Linked DNA regions of Mus musculus: region 2 is linked to region 1. The links are chromatin contacts, called in public HiChIP or PLAC-seq maps. All regions are on one chromosome and are shown on one strand. The core of a region is the stretch at or near the end of the contact, and the rest is flanking DNA. Distances in the headings are between cores, read along the strand shown. Region 1 overlaps Zfp292 (zinc finger protein 292). Region 2 holds the start of Platr9 (pluripotency associated transcript 9).

The links. HiChIP or PLAC-seq counts read pairs in DNA pulled down with a chosen protein or histone mark.
Region 2: a contact with region 1 is called in an H3K27ac HiChIP or PLAC-seq map of embryonic stem cells, with 20 read pairs. The contact joins the promoter of Platr9 here to the enhancer-like site in region 1. A contact is called at or near these places in 1 of 15 datasets of contacts at CTCF or cohesin (CD8 T cells), 7 of 484 Hi-C or Micro-C datasets (embryonic stem cells, gonadal supporting cells, reprogramming fibroblasts and 1 more) and 7 of 115 datasets of contacts at active chromatin or transcription factors (all in embryonic stem cells).

Annotation. Positions count from the first base shown.
Region 1 is chr4:34,845,599-34,851,864 of GRCm38.p6, forward strand. All of the region lies in intron 1 of Zfp292 (zinc finger protein 292), which reads right to left. Among named protein-coding and RNA genes, the nearest start is that of Zfp292, 34 kb to the right of the region's middle. Within about 2 kb of position 2,548, at least 54 of the 459 cell types and tissues checked have an H3K27ac peak or open chromatin away from gene starts, as enhancers often do. A contact at or near this core is called in CD8 T cells and embryonic stem cells, where this site is marked.
Region 2 is chr4:34,909,198-34,915,463 of GRCm38.p6, forward strand. It overlaps Platr9 (pluripotency associated transcript 9), which reads right to left and starts at 2,284. Exons shown (of 3, transcript NR_040652.1): 1 at 2,254-2,284; 2 at 1,654-1,753; 3 at 592-1,411.

The sequences.
Region 1 (6,266 bases), core at 1,298-3,797:
TTACCACTCACCAAGACACTGCAATGCCACTGAGAACCAAGTTCAGGAATTAGCTATGAATGGGTGACTCCAGTTCAGCCTGGATTCCTGCTGCCCTCCCTCTCCTAGGCCCACTGCCCCTGTGCTGAAAGATGAGTTCATCAAGTCTACCCCAGCAAATAGGAAGCCTCCACGGGTCTCTACTCAGACAGCAGAATGAGTTCAGGTCTTTCAATCACGGAATGAGGCTCTGTCCCCATTTTTATATACTTTTGAACATTTTACCTAGCTAACATAGGCATGGTACGTAAGAATTATTTGAAAAGTCAGGCTTACGTGTTATTTCACTTCACTTTCTTACTGACTTTATAAATTAGTAACATAGCACTTTTAGAGACAAGGGAACACACATTTCAATAAAAGGTGAGTTTGTAGATTAAAATTTAATATAAGCAAATGTAGGTTCTTTATCAGTTTCCTATAATGAAAATGTATTTTTATACTTTATTAACATCCTATTTTTAATGCTTAATATTGGCATATGTGTGCAGTGATTAAAATTAACCCTATGTAATCTGAGAAGCTGTTTTGTCTGATTTCATTTAATTAAGTTCTAAAGAAATACAAATACAAATGAAACTGGTATTGGAAAGCATGATAACAAACATTCTATTTATACTGGAAATAAAATAAAAATAGAGTAATAGTCTTTCTTCTCCAGTCAAAAATACTATCCTCCCTAAATAAACTGCTTGGAAGACACTTGAGCAAGCAAGAGTTCACAAGGCATGGAATGAAGAATTCAAGAGAATACTTAAGTTCACATGTGTAAAGTGAAAACATACTTTTTAGTTTATTAAAAAAGTAGTATGTAAAAATTATTTTGGTAAGTTTTACCATTTCTGCAGACCTCACACACAAGACCAACTTTAAACATTAAAGAATGATTATATGGTCGAAACTATTTGTTAACAGGGAGGGGTTTTCTTGAATTAAAAACATCAATCACAGAGACAGGCGGGTTTCTGAGTTCGAGGCCAGCCTGGTCTAAAAAGTGAGTTCCAGGGAAGCTGGGTCTACACAGAAAAACCCTGTCTCAAAAAACCAAAAAACCAACCCCCCCCCCAAAAAAAGAATAAAAACATCAACCACTCTCAGCTAAGAAAGTATTTCAAATTGACCTTACTGAAATTACTAGAAAAGAAAAATGGTGTTCCCCTTCATAACTGAACTAAAGAGTTAGAAAACATGGCAACAGGAAGAAAGTCCTCCAACATCATAAAGGTTTAGCTGCTAAATTCACCAGTCACTAAAGACTCTCCCAAAGTCTTTCTGGTCAAGATGAAGGAAGAGGGACCCTAAGCATCTTTATAATGTCGAAGACCTCCAACACGGGTGATGTCTGTCCCTCAATGTTGAATACACAGCTAATCACACATGTAAATCCAGGTATCTTCTGCTCAAAGACCAAAACAAATAAACAAAAGCAACAACAACAAAAACCAGACTGTATCTTGGTCAGCAGATCCACACCTCACTAAAACCCTTCATGGTATAAATTAGGCTGTATGGGGATAACAATAATCAGGTAAGTTCTGTAGATCCATCCAAAGTAGACATGTGCAGAAAAAGAAAGCTAAATGTTGAAGGTCGGGGATGTTGTGCATTTGTGTTTGTTTTATCCCCACAGACAGGATTCTGTTATATGAACCAGACTAGCTTCAAACTCATACAATCCTCCTGCCTTGGCTTACCTGGTGCTAGGGTTACAGCACCACATCCATTACTGTTTCTGAAGGGCAGTCACGTTTCTACAAAGCTACTCTCAGGGGGGTGCAGGTCTTTTAAATTGTGAGGACTGGCTCTCTCTATTCAGGACGTACACTGAGGTTAGGCTATTCTAGCCACAACATAGCTCAGCTAGAATTGTGTCATTCCAATTTAATTTTTTTTTCAGAATTCTTATTATTGATTTCCTAAATACCCTGGAGATAAAAGAGTAACTTTTCATTTTTCATAGATCTAAACTGGTTATATCCTCCAGTCTCTTAAGACTAGCTAGATCATTCAGATAAATAATGAAGTGGGAAGCTTAAGAAATTAAAAAACAAAAACCAAAAAGAACTACAAATGGTGATTCATTACTGCAATTACAAACTAGCATTAGTTCCTAGGTACACCAACATGAAACAAAACAACTACACAAGAAAACTGGTAACTTGGAGACACAAACCTTCTCTAAGGAGGGCTGTTGACTTGTAGGTCTCTTAAGACTTCCTGCCACAGGCATGCAGTTACTGGTGGGGCTGGGGAGCACTCCTGGTTTCATGTTCAGTTTCTAGCACACAGCCTCTAGAATCCTTGAAATCCACTTGAGTACCGAAGTCTTGAGGGGCATCTTACTAACTTCACAACGGAGAATGACCACGTAACAATCAGCCCCACTGTGCCGAAGCTGCTGGGGAAGGGAAAGGAGTTTGGAATTGTGGTTGCTTGAATATGCTCTGCCCAAGGAGTGGCACTCTTAGCAGCTGTGGCCTGGTTAGAGCAGGCGTGGCCTTTGTGGAGGAAGTTTGTCACTGCTGGGGTGGGCTTTGAGACCTTTCTCCCAGCTGCCTGAGGAGTCAGGCTTCCTTGCTGGCCTTCAGAACAAGATACAGATAGAACCCTCAGCTTCTCTAGTGCATGTCTGCCTGGATGCTGCCATGCTCCTGCCGTGATGATGGACTGAACCTCAGAACCTGTAAGCCAGCCCCTATAAATACTGCTCTTTATAAAAGTTGTCTTATCATGATGTCTGTTCACAGCAGTAAAACCCTAAGGCAGAGGTTGGTACCAGGGAATGTGGTATTGATTGCTACTATAGGCCTGAGCATGTTTTTCTTTGGAGGAATGTGGATTTGGAAAGCAGTAGAATGCTTTAAGTGGGGCTTAATGAACCATCCTAGGAGGAAGACATGATGCTGAGGGTGATTTGAACCATGCATAACACAATACTCAACAAAACCTAAGCACGCAAAGGGGTGGCATATTCCAGCCCCACGGAAACAAGGAAGCCCTCAAGCCTCATTGTCTTTAACATGGTCTAGAATGGTCAATACTTTCCTGAATTCCATAAGTCATTCTAATAAATTATTCCACCAAATCAACTAAGCAACAAATCAATTAAACCGTATGGGATCATAGAGCCTGAAGCAGCAAGCAAAGGCCCTGCATGGGTCTAGACCTGGTCCTGTGTGTGATGTTATGTCTTTTGGCTTGACCTTTTTTGTGAGAGCAGTGTGTCTCTAATTCTTTTGCCTGATCCTGGGACTCTTTTTCCTCCTGTGGGGTTGCCTCATCCTGCCTTGATGAGGGCTTTTGCCTTGCCTTTCTGTATCTTGTTAGGTCCTATTTGACTATTGTCTCTTGAAGGCCTGATCTAGGGGAGAGGGGACGTGGGGGTGGGGATGGGGGTGGGGAGGGGAGGGGTCGAGGGAGGGGAAAGGGGAAACTGTGGTCAGGATGTATTGTTTGGGGAAAAAAAAACAATCTATTTCCTTTTTGCATAAAAATTTTTTTCATTGACCTCTTACCATACAAAATTTATTCAAATTTATTCAAATTACTTCCATTTGAAATGGTAAGATCACAGCAATAACAAGTCACCCTGTAACAAATCTATTTACAAAATCCATCATAAAAGCTGTTTCTGGGCCTATTTTTACATTCCCACACCGTGCCAGCTGCCACCAAGCTTCTCTGCATGGCATCTTCTTTCAGATCCCTTCTCTTGTCATACTACACACACTCGGATGCTGCCATGTTTGTCTTAAAGCTAGTAAGACATAAGAGCTTTCAGTAGCACAACTCAATGGGGAACCTGCATTCTCGGGACTTACAAAAATACTATAGTACTCATGTACTTTGTGGGTCAGAAACTGTGAGCAAAAAAGTGCCTTAATACATAGTAAGGGTGTCTTATTTGTGTGTGTCAATTAAGTCCGTTGACTGCAAAAGCCTTGTTATGCATAAAATAAAAAACCCTTGAAGACTCATAATATTCCTTTCATTTTTAAAAACAATAAATACAGTATTATAATACATGATTTGTAATTACAGATGCTGGGAAGAATGGAGGGAGGGGAAACTATGGTAGGAATGTACTGTACGAGAGAAGAATCTTTAAAAGAAAGTCAAAAGTCAGAGAAAACACAAAATCAAAAGCCAAACAAACAAACAAACAAACAAACAAACAAACTAAACCATACCTGAAGAGGAGACTGTAGGAGTCCTTAACTTTGGAACATGGAATTAAACCACAGGTAACTTTGAAGACATACCCTTAGCCTGTGGAGCCTACCTGCAGGTAGGCAGTATCAGAATGAAACCAACTTATAGGACATGGATTTGCTGCTGGACAACAACAGAACAGAGGCTAGTTGAAAAGACTTGATGCTTTTGGCAACAGCAGTAGATGTCAAGAAGATTAATAAAACTCTGAATTAAACAGGTGAAGTGGTGGATACCTGTGGTCTCAACTAAAGTGGAAGATTTAGCTGGAGGTTGGCTTGAGCCAAGAGCTCAAAACTTGCTTGAATGACATAATGAAGCCTTTTTATTTTATTTTATTTTATTTAATAACAAAACAGCTTGGTGGCTCATCTTATGATCTTAGCACCCAGGAGGCTGAGACTGTAGGATCACCTCAAATGAAAGGTCAACCTGAGCTACACAGTGAGCGTACACAAGATATGCCTGGATGCATTTCAGTGGGGGAGGGGAGATTTAAAAAAAAGAGCCTGGAATGTTGGCTTTAGCCCAGCACTTGGGAGACAGAGGCAGGTGGATCTCTGCGCTCAAGGCCAGCCTGATTTATGGAGTGAGTTCTAGGACAGACAAGGCTATACAAAGAATCATATTCATTCATTCATTTTCTCTCTCTCTCTCTCTCTCTCTCTCTCTCTCTCTCTCTCTCTCACTCACTCACACACACACACACACACAGAAAAAAGATAAAAAATTTAAAAAGTTAATACCTATAATCTGTATAAAGTTTTAGGAGTTAACATTCATAGCAAATAAGTATTGACAGCACAGTATTGCTATTGAAGCACTCTTCTGTAATATCAGTAAAATGGAAAGTATCTACAATATAATCTAACAAATTATACCTTATTTAACTAAAGAGTTATTTGTATCTATTGTCTTAACTACACAGTTTTTAGGAAAGAATACAAAAATGATTAGATTCATTTAGTAAAAAGTGATTTTAGAGATCATTTAATTTAGATCTGGTCTTGGGAGTAAAATCCTGTAGTCCCTACTACTTAGAAGGCTAAGTCAGGAAGATCATGAGTTCAAGGCTAACCTGTTAAAGGGCAACTAAGAAGACTGTCTTAGAGTTTTACTGCTGTGAACAGACACCATGACCAAGGCAACTTTTATAAAGGACAACATTTAATTGGGGCTGGCTCAGAGGATCAGAGGTTCAGTCTGTTATCATCAAGGTGGGAGCATGGCAGCCTTACCGGCGGACATGCTACAGGAAGAGCTCAAGAGTTCTACATCTTTATCTGAAGGCTGCTAGAAGACTGGCTTCCATGCAGCTAGGAGGAGGGTTTTAAAGCCCAAAGCCCACAGTGGCACACCCACTCCAACAAGGCAGGACCTCCAAATAGTGCCACTCCTTGGGTTGGGCATAATCAAACCACCACAAAGACCCACCCATTCTCAAATTTTAAAACAGGAAGTGGGCTGGAGATATAGAGTTTTGTCTTACCTAGAGTATTCAATACCCTGGGTTTACTCTCCATTGACCACTACTGGAAAAAAACATTTAATTCTATTTTATAGTGTTATCATCAAAGGGTACTATGATATGAAGTTACATACAATAGGTAAATAGGGGCTGAAGAGATGGCTCAGCGGGTAAGAGCACTGACTGCTCTTCCGAAGGTCCTGAGTTCAAATCTCAGCAACCACCTGTAATGAGATATGATGCCCTCGTCTGGTGTGTCTGAAGTCAGCTACAGTGTACTTATGTATAATAATAAATATATCTAATAAATAAATAAGGAACCATCACGTGCAAAACACACAGCATTAAAAACAAAACAAAACAAAACAACAACAGGTAAATAGCCAAAACATGCTGCCATTTCCCTCTGCAACATTTAAATGAATCTTTCTGGCAAATTTGCTACAAATATATCTTCTGGTAACTTAATTCAACTATAAATTGATGGAGTTACAATTTAATCTTTACTTACAAAATGTCAAGTATTTCCCACAAGTCTAAAAAGCAA
Region 2 (6,266 bases), core at 1,034-3,533, 63 kb after region 1:
GTGGCGCACGCCTTTAATCCTAGTACTTGGGAGGCAGAAGCAGGCGGATTTCTGAGGCCAGCGTGGTCTACAGAGTGAGTTCCAGGACAGTCAGGGCTACACAGAGAAACCCTGTCTCGAAAAACCTAAAAAAACAAACAAAACAAACAAACAAAAAAAAAAAGTGGAAAATACATAAATATAAATCTTACCCGTCACAAACATATTGCTTTATCACTGACTAACCAATCAGTTCCTTAGTAGATTGGTATACATTCCAGGTGCCACAGTAAAAGGTAAAACAGCTGAGTATACTTTTTAAGACACATCGAGGGGCCAAGCATGGTGGCACACACCTTTAATCCCAGCACTTGGGAGGTAGAGGCAGGTGAATTTCTGAGTTCAAGGCCAGCCTGGTCTACAGAGTGAGTTCTAGGACAGCAAGGACTGCAGAGAGAAACCCTGTCTCGAAAAAAAACCAAAAACAATAAAAATAAAAATAAATTTAAAAAATGTTTAAGACACATCAAAGTACACATGAAGATTGGTCATTGTTTGGTTTTGGTATTGTAAGGGTATGAAAATCACTGAAGGAAGACCCCAGACTCAGATAGTATGCAAAAATAAAGAACATTTATTCTTCAGAAAAATCCAGCATGCTGGGAGCAACCATTCTCTAGACCCCAGACAGAGGCACACAGGCCTTCTTATAGGGAAGAACATTTTATGGGGCAGCTCTCTAGAAGGATTAGGTAATCTAAAATCTCATTGGTGGGTACTGGGGGTGAGGGTCACAGGTGATCGGTGGTCTGCATTCCTATATCATGTGATAAAATAGGACTGCCCTTAGAAGATGGCCTATTATGAGATAAGCTATTTCCCCATTCTTGAGGTTGTCCCCAGGCTGTTCTTTGGGAGGGGGTTTTATGATCTTTTTCTGGATTTTATGGTCTGTCCCTGGAGCTGCTGTCTTAAGGCCTAGTTTCTGGGACTTAGGGTAGCTGACTTCAGACGCACCAGAAGAGGACGTCTGATCTCATGACAGGTGGTTATGAGCCACCATGTGGTTTCTGGGATTTGAACTCAGGACCTTTGGAAGAGCAGTCAGTGCCTTAACCACTGAGCCATTCATTTCTCCAGCCCCAGATCATCCTATGTTTAGGGGGAATTGAAAGGATGCTCAGGTTGTAATGGGGCATCATCCCCATGATCATCCTGATCGGCCAAGTTGACGCTGTGACCATTAGGAGGAAACATCGTACGTAGCCAGACTGGTCTCCACTGCTAGGTACAGTGGTAGATGACACTAACAGACTTTGCTCCGGATCAATTCACACACAAAGTTTTGTGGAAAGCTTTTGGGGCCCCTTGGCAGGAATCTGACATCGGGCCAGGACGAGGAAGTAAGCTCAGGCAGGAATCTGATTTTAGGCTAGAACAGGGAAGAAAGTTCAGGGAGGAATCTTACTTTAGGCTAGTACAAAGAAGTAGGCTTTAGGCATGAATATGACTTTGGGCTAAGACAGTGAAGTAGGCTAAGATAACTTGGCCACCCTGAAGAGAAACTGTCCTTAGAAACAGTGACCTTGGGAGTGATCACAGGACCTTGTTTATTGCCTTGCTTGTTCCTTGGCTATTTCATTAATTAAGAAAATGCTCTATATATAGGCTTACCTACAGCCAAGTTTTATGGAGGTATTTTTCTTAATTGGGGTTCCTCCCTCTCAGATGACTCTAGCCTGGGTCAAGTTGACATAAGAATCAGACAGCACACCTGACAACACCAAACACAACTCCAATTTAACTTCAAGCAATCCCCTGCCTCAATTCTACCCCAATATCAAGCACGACTATAACCCTAACCCCAGTGCTATCCACAATCCCTACCCCAACCCCGAGTTTAATACCAACCCCAATCTCACATCCAAGCCAACACAATCCCAACTCTAACACCATCTCCGACTCTACTCTAACCCCAACTCCAACAGCACATCCCTAAACCCCATCCCACCCCTGGCCATCTCCACACCCAAGCACAATTCTAAACATAACCTCAAGCCCATCCCAAGACTTGCCCCCACCCTATGCCCAACCCAGTCTCCAATACCAACTTCAAACCTAACCCAAATGCCTACCCATACCCTAACCGTAACACCAACCTCAAACCCACCCACCCCTACACTTAACACAACCACAACCCAGGCACCAAAGCCAACTCTATCCCCAAACCCAATTAGCTACAATCGTAACCCCAGCCTCAGCCCGGAATCCAACCTTAACTTTGTATGTGGAATTACAGCCAGCTAAACTTCACCAAAGATCCACTTTCCCTTTTATCTGCCCAATCTACAGCTCTCCTTTATTTTACAAATTAAGGTGGGAAGCAGGTTTACAGGAAATCACCTGAGTGCTGACTCATTCCTTGTTCACAACCACGCACTGGAGAATGGAATTAACATCAAATATAATCAGCCCCAGGGCTATTCACAACAAAGTGCCACTTAAGCAGTGAATTTATGAGAGAGGACAGACTAGCAGAGATCAGTGACAGACAACTCTGTCTGTTCCTCTCCTGCTGACAACTGCCAGCTCAAGCCCCCTAAGGAGGACATTTTCCTTGCCCAGTTCCACAGCTGGTGATGTTTAGTGAACTCCAGAAGTAAAAGCAGGAGCTGTTAGCCTCCACCTGTCACTAGCTCCAGAAGCCTGGGCAGGTGACTTCTACAGCTTTCTTCTTTCCGTTGCAGTATATGTGAAGAGCTGCAGATGTTTGGTAGTTCTTTAAAAAAAAAAAAAGTTACAGGCTATATGGATAATATTACAATGAAAATTATACTTTGGTTAAGAAATTTCAGGCAAATTCACCTACATTTATCACAGGTTCTCCTGCTGCCTGTCTCTTTGTTTTTGGTTTGGTTTGGTTTCTTTCTCACATACAACACACAGTTTTCTGTTCAGTCGGGTTTTCCTGGGGACCTATGTCACGCCACATTCTCATCCACACAGAAAGAGTAACAAATGAAACAGGACGTTCGGGTAGAATTAGAAGCTGGCTGGTCTTTGGTGTGTTTTGCTTATTAGGGCTCTACTTTTGCATCTTAAAGATTTCAAGATCTACCACAAAATTCAGCATATGATAGAGAAGAATTCCAGTCATTCCCTGCCTTTGCACATGCTCAGTCCCACCCCGCACTCCCAGGGCTGTGCACAACCCCTGCCAGGGTCTCTCATTGATTACAATGACTGAGAATGACACAGCAGAGAAAAGACCACATTTTGGACAAATGGTGCCAGGAAAACTGGAGTCCCAAGTATAGAAAAATGAAATTGGACATGCTTCTATCACCTGACACAAAAGTAACTCTAGATGGATCAAAGACCTAAATGTGAAACCCGAGACACTGAAAGTGTTAGAAAATACAGGCAGAACCCTACAGAGTGTAGGTCTGTGAATAGACTTTCTGAAGAGGACTCCATTTGCCCAGGGATCCAGGGCAACGACTGACAGATGAAACTCATAACACTTCTGCAAAGCCAAAGAGATAAATATTTTATTCCCCACCCCCAAAAGCAATCTACAGATTCAATGCAATTACCATCAAAACTACAACACCATTCTTCACAGATGTGGAGTGGAAAATGCTCAACTTCATACAGAAAAGCAATAAACTCAGAATAGATAAAACAACCCTGAGCAAAAAAAGAACTGTTGGATGTTCCACCATTACCAATTTCAAGTTGTACTAGTTAGCTATAGTAATGAAAACCACATGGTATTGGCATAAAAACAGACATGTTGATCAATGGAATCAAATTGAAGACCCAGACCTGAATCTATACACCTATAGACACTTGATTTTTGATAAAGGAGTCAGAAATGCACACTGGAAAAAAGACAGCATCATCAACAAATGATGCTCGTCAAACTAGATGTCTGCATGTAGAAGAATGCAAATAGATCCATACTTATCACCCTGCACAAAACTCAAGTTCAAGTTGATTAATAATCTCAACATAAATCCAGATACACAAAACCTGATAGAAGACAGAGCGGGAGCTAACCTCGAACACGTTGGCATAGGCAACAACTTTCTGAACAGAAAACTGTTAGCAAAGGCACTAAGATCAACAGTTAATAAGTGGGACCTTATGGAACTGCAAAGCTTCTATAAGGCAAAGGACACTATCAATCAGACATAGCAGCAGCCTACAGAATGGGAAAAGATTTTCACCAATTCCACATCTGATAGAAGACTAATATTTAAAATAAAGAAAGTATTCAAGAAACTAGATATTGAAATACCAAGTCATACAGTTTTTAAAACGGGGTACATATCTAAACAGAGAATTATCATTGGAAGGTTCTCAAAGGGCTGAGGAAGACTTAAATGTTCAACAAGGGCTAGAGAGATGGCTCAGTAGTCAAGAGCACTGGCTGCTCTTCCAGGGGATTTGGGTTTAGTTCCTGCCATGCACTGACAGATTGCAGCTCTCTGCAACTCCAGTTCTTGGGAACCCGACATACAAACATACATTTAGGCAAAACACTAAGGCACGTGAAATAAAAACAAATAACTTAAAAATGTTCAGCATCCTTAGCCATCAGGAAAAAGTAAATCAAAACTACTTTGAGATTCCATCTTCTGTTTGTCAGAATGGCCAAGATCAGTGACACAGTGACAGCTCATGCTGGCAAGGATGTGGAACAAGGGGAAGGCTCCTCCACTGCTGGTGAAAACATGTATAGTCACTTTGGAAATTAATAGGACAGTTCCTCAGAAGGTTGGGAATTGATCTGCTGCAAGATCCAGCTATACTCCTCTTGGGCATGTAACCAAAGGATGCTTGCTATCCCAAAGGCACTTGCTCAACATGTTCATTGCTCCTCTAGTCGTAATAGTGAGTAACTGGAAACAACCTAGTCCCTCAACTGAAGAGTAGATGATGAAAATGTGGTACATTTACACAGTGGAGTATTACTCAGCTATTTTTAAAAATGACATGAAATTTGCAGGCCAGTGGATGGAACTAGAAAAGAATTCTGAGTAAGGTGACCTCGACTCAGAAAGATAAGTATGGTATATATTTACTTATATGTGGATATTAGCTGCTAAGTAAATGATAACCAAGCTACAATTCACAGACCCAGAGAGGTTAGGTATAGCTAAAAGGCTGGGTGTGTGTGCGTGTGCGTGTGCGTGCGTGCGTGCGTGCGTGCGTGCGTGCGTGTGTGTGTGTGTGTGTGTGTGTAGACACATGGATCACCCAAAGAGGGGAGAATAGAATAGACTTTTACTGATGTACTGGGGACATGGGAAAGATAGGAACCATGATTATATAAATGCTGTCTCAAAAAAACTACACAAGACAAAATACACTTCCATGCGTTTCCATTGCTGACCTGAGATGCTGCTATTCTGCTAGACACATATGCCAGTTCCAGTCTCTGGCACAGTGAGGAAATGTACTGCAATGTGGGACCATGTGGATTTCATTCTATTTCTTTGAACCTGACTGCCTCTTGCTGGCTTCTCTTCCCTTGTTGTTCACTGCAACCCTTCTCCAGCAATCATTTTTAAACTCTGTTTTGTGTATTGGGGAGCAGGAACTATATATGAGATACTGTTTGATTTATTTGCTTTTAGTGAGTGGAAGGCATGGCATGTGTGTCACAGTTACCATAGACAGGTCAGGGGACAAACTGAGTCGTGTCTCTCCTGTATTGTCTGTAATTCTAGGTCCAGAGGATCCAACACAATTTTCTGGCCTCCAAAGTCTCTCTCTCTCTCTCTCTCTCTCTCTCTCTCTCTCTCACACACACACACACACACACACACACACACACATACACACTAGGCTTCAGAAAAGCAATATTAAATATCCATATTTTGGAGCCCAACTCCAACATTCAGGAACTATGCAGTAGGTTGGTTTGGCATAGAAGACTATGTGATCTTGAGATTATGTGAAAAATAACTTGGTTGAACCAGCTGCCTACATATCAAGTTCTAAGCCAGCCAGAGCTACATAATTTGACCCCGCATTAAACAATTTAAAAATATATAAGCGAATGGGTCACACTTTATAGAGTACCATTGAGGAAGGCAAATGGGCTGATTAGAAAATGAACAGCTAGATTTGCTGGTGTGTGATTCTAGGACCTTGTGTGCTGGTCTATATATTGAGTTACAGGCTACATAGTGAGACTCTGTTCTTTGTTTGTTTGTTTTAAGTTACTATAAAGATAGGACTCCCCCATCCCTTCCTTGTACTCCAGATACTGAAGT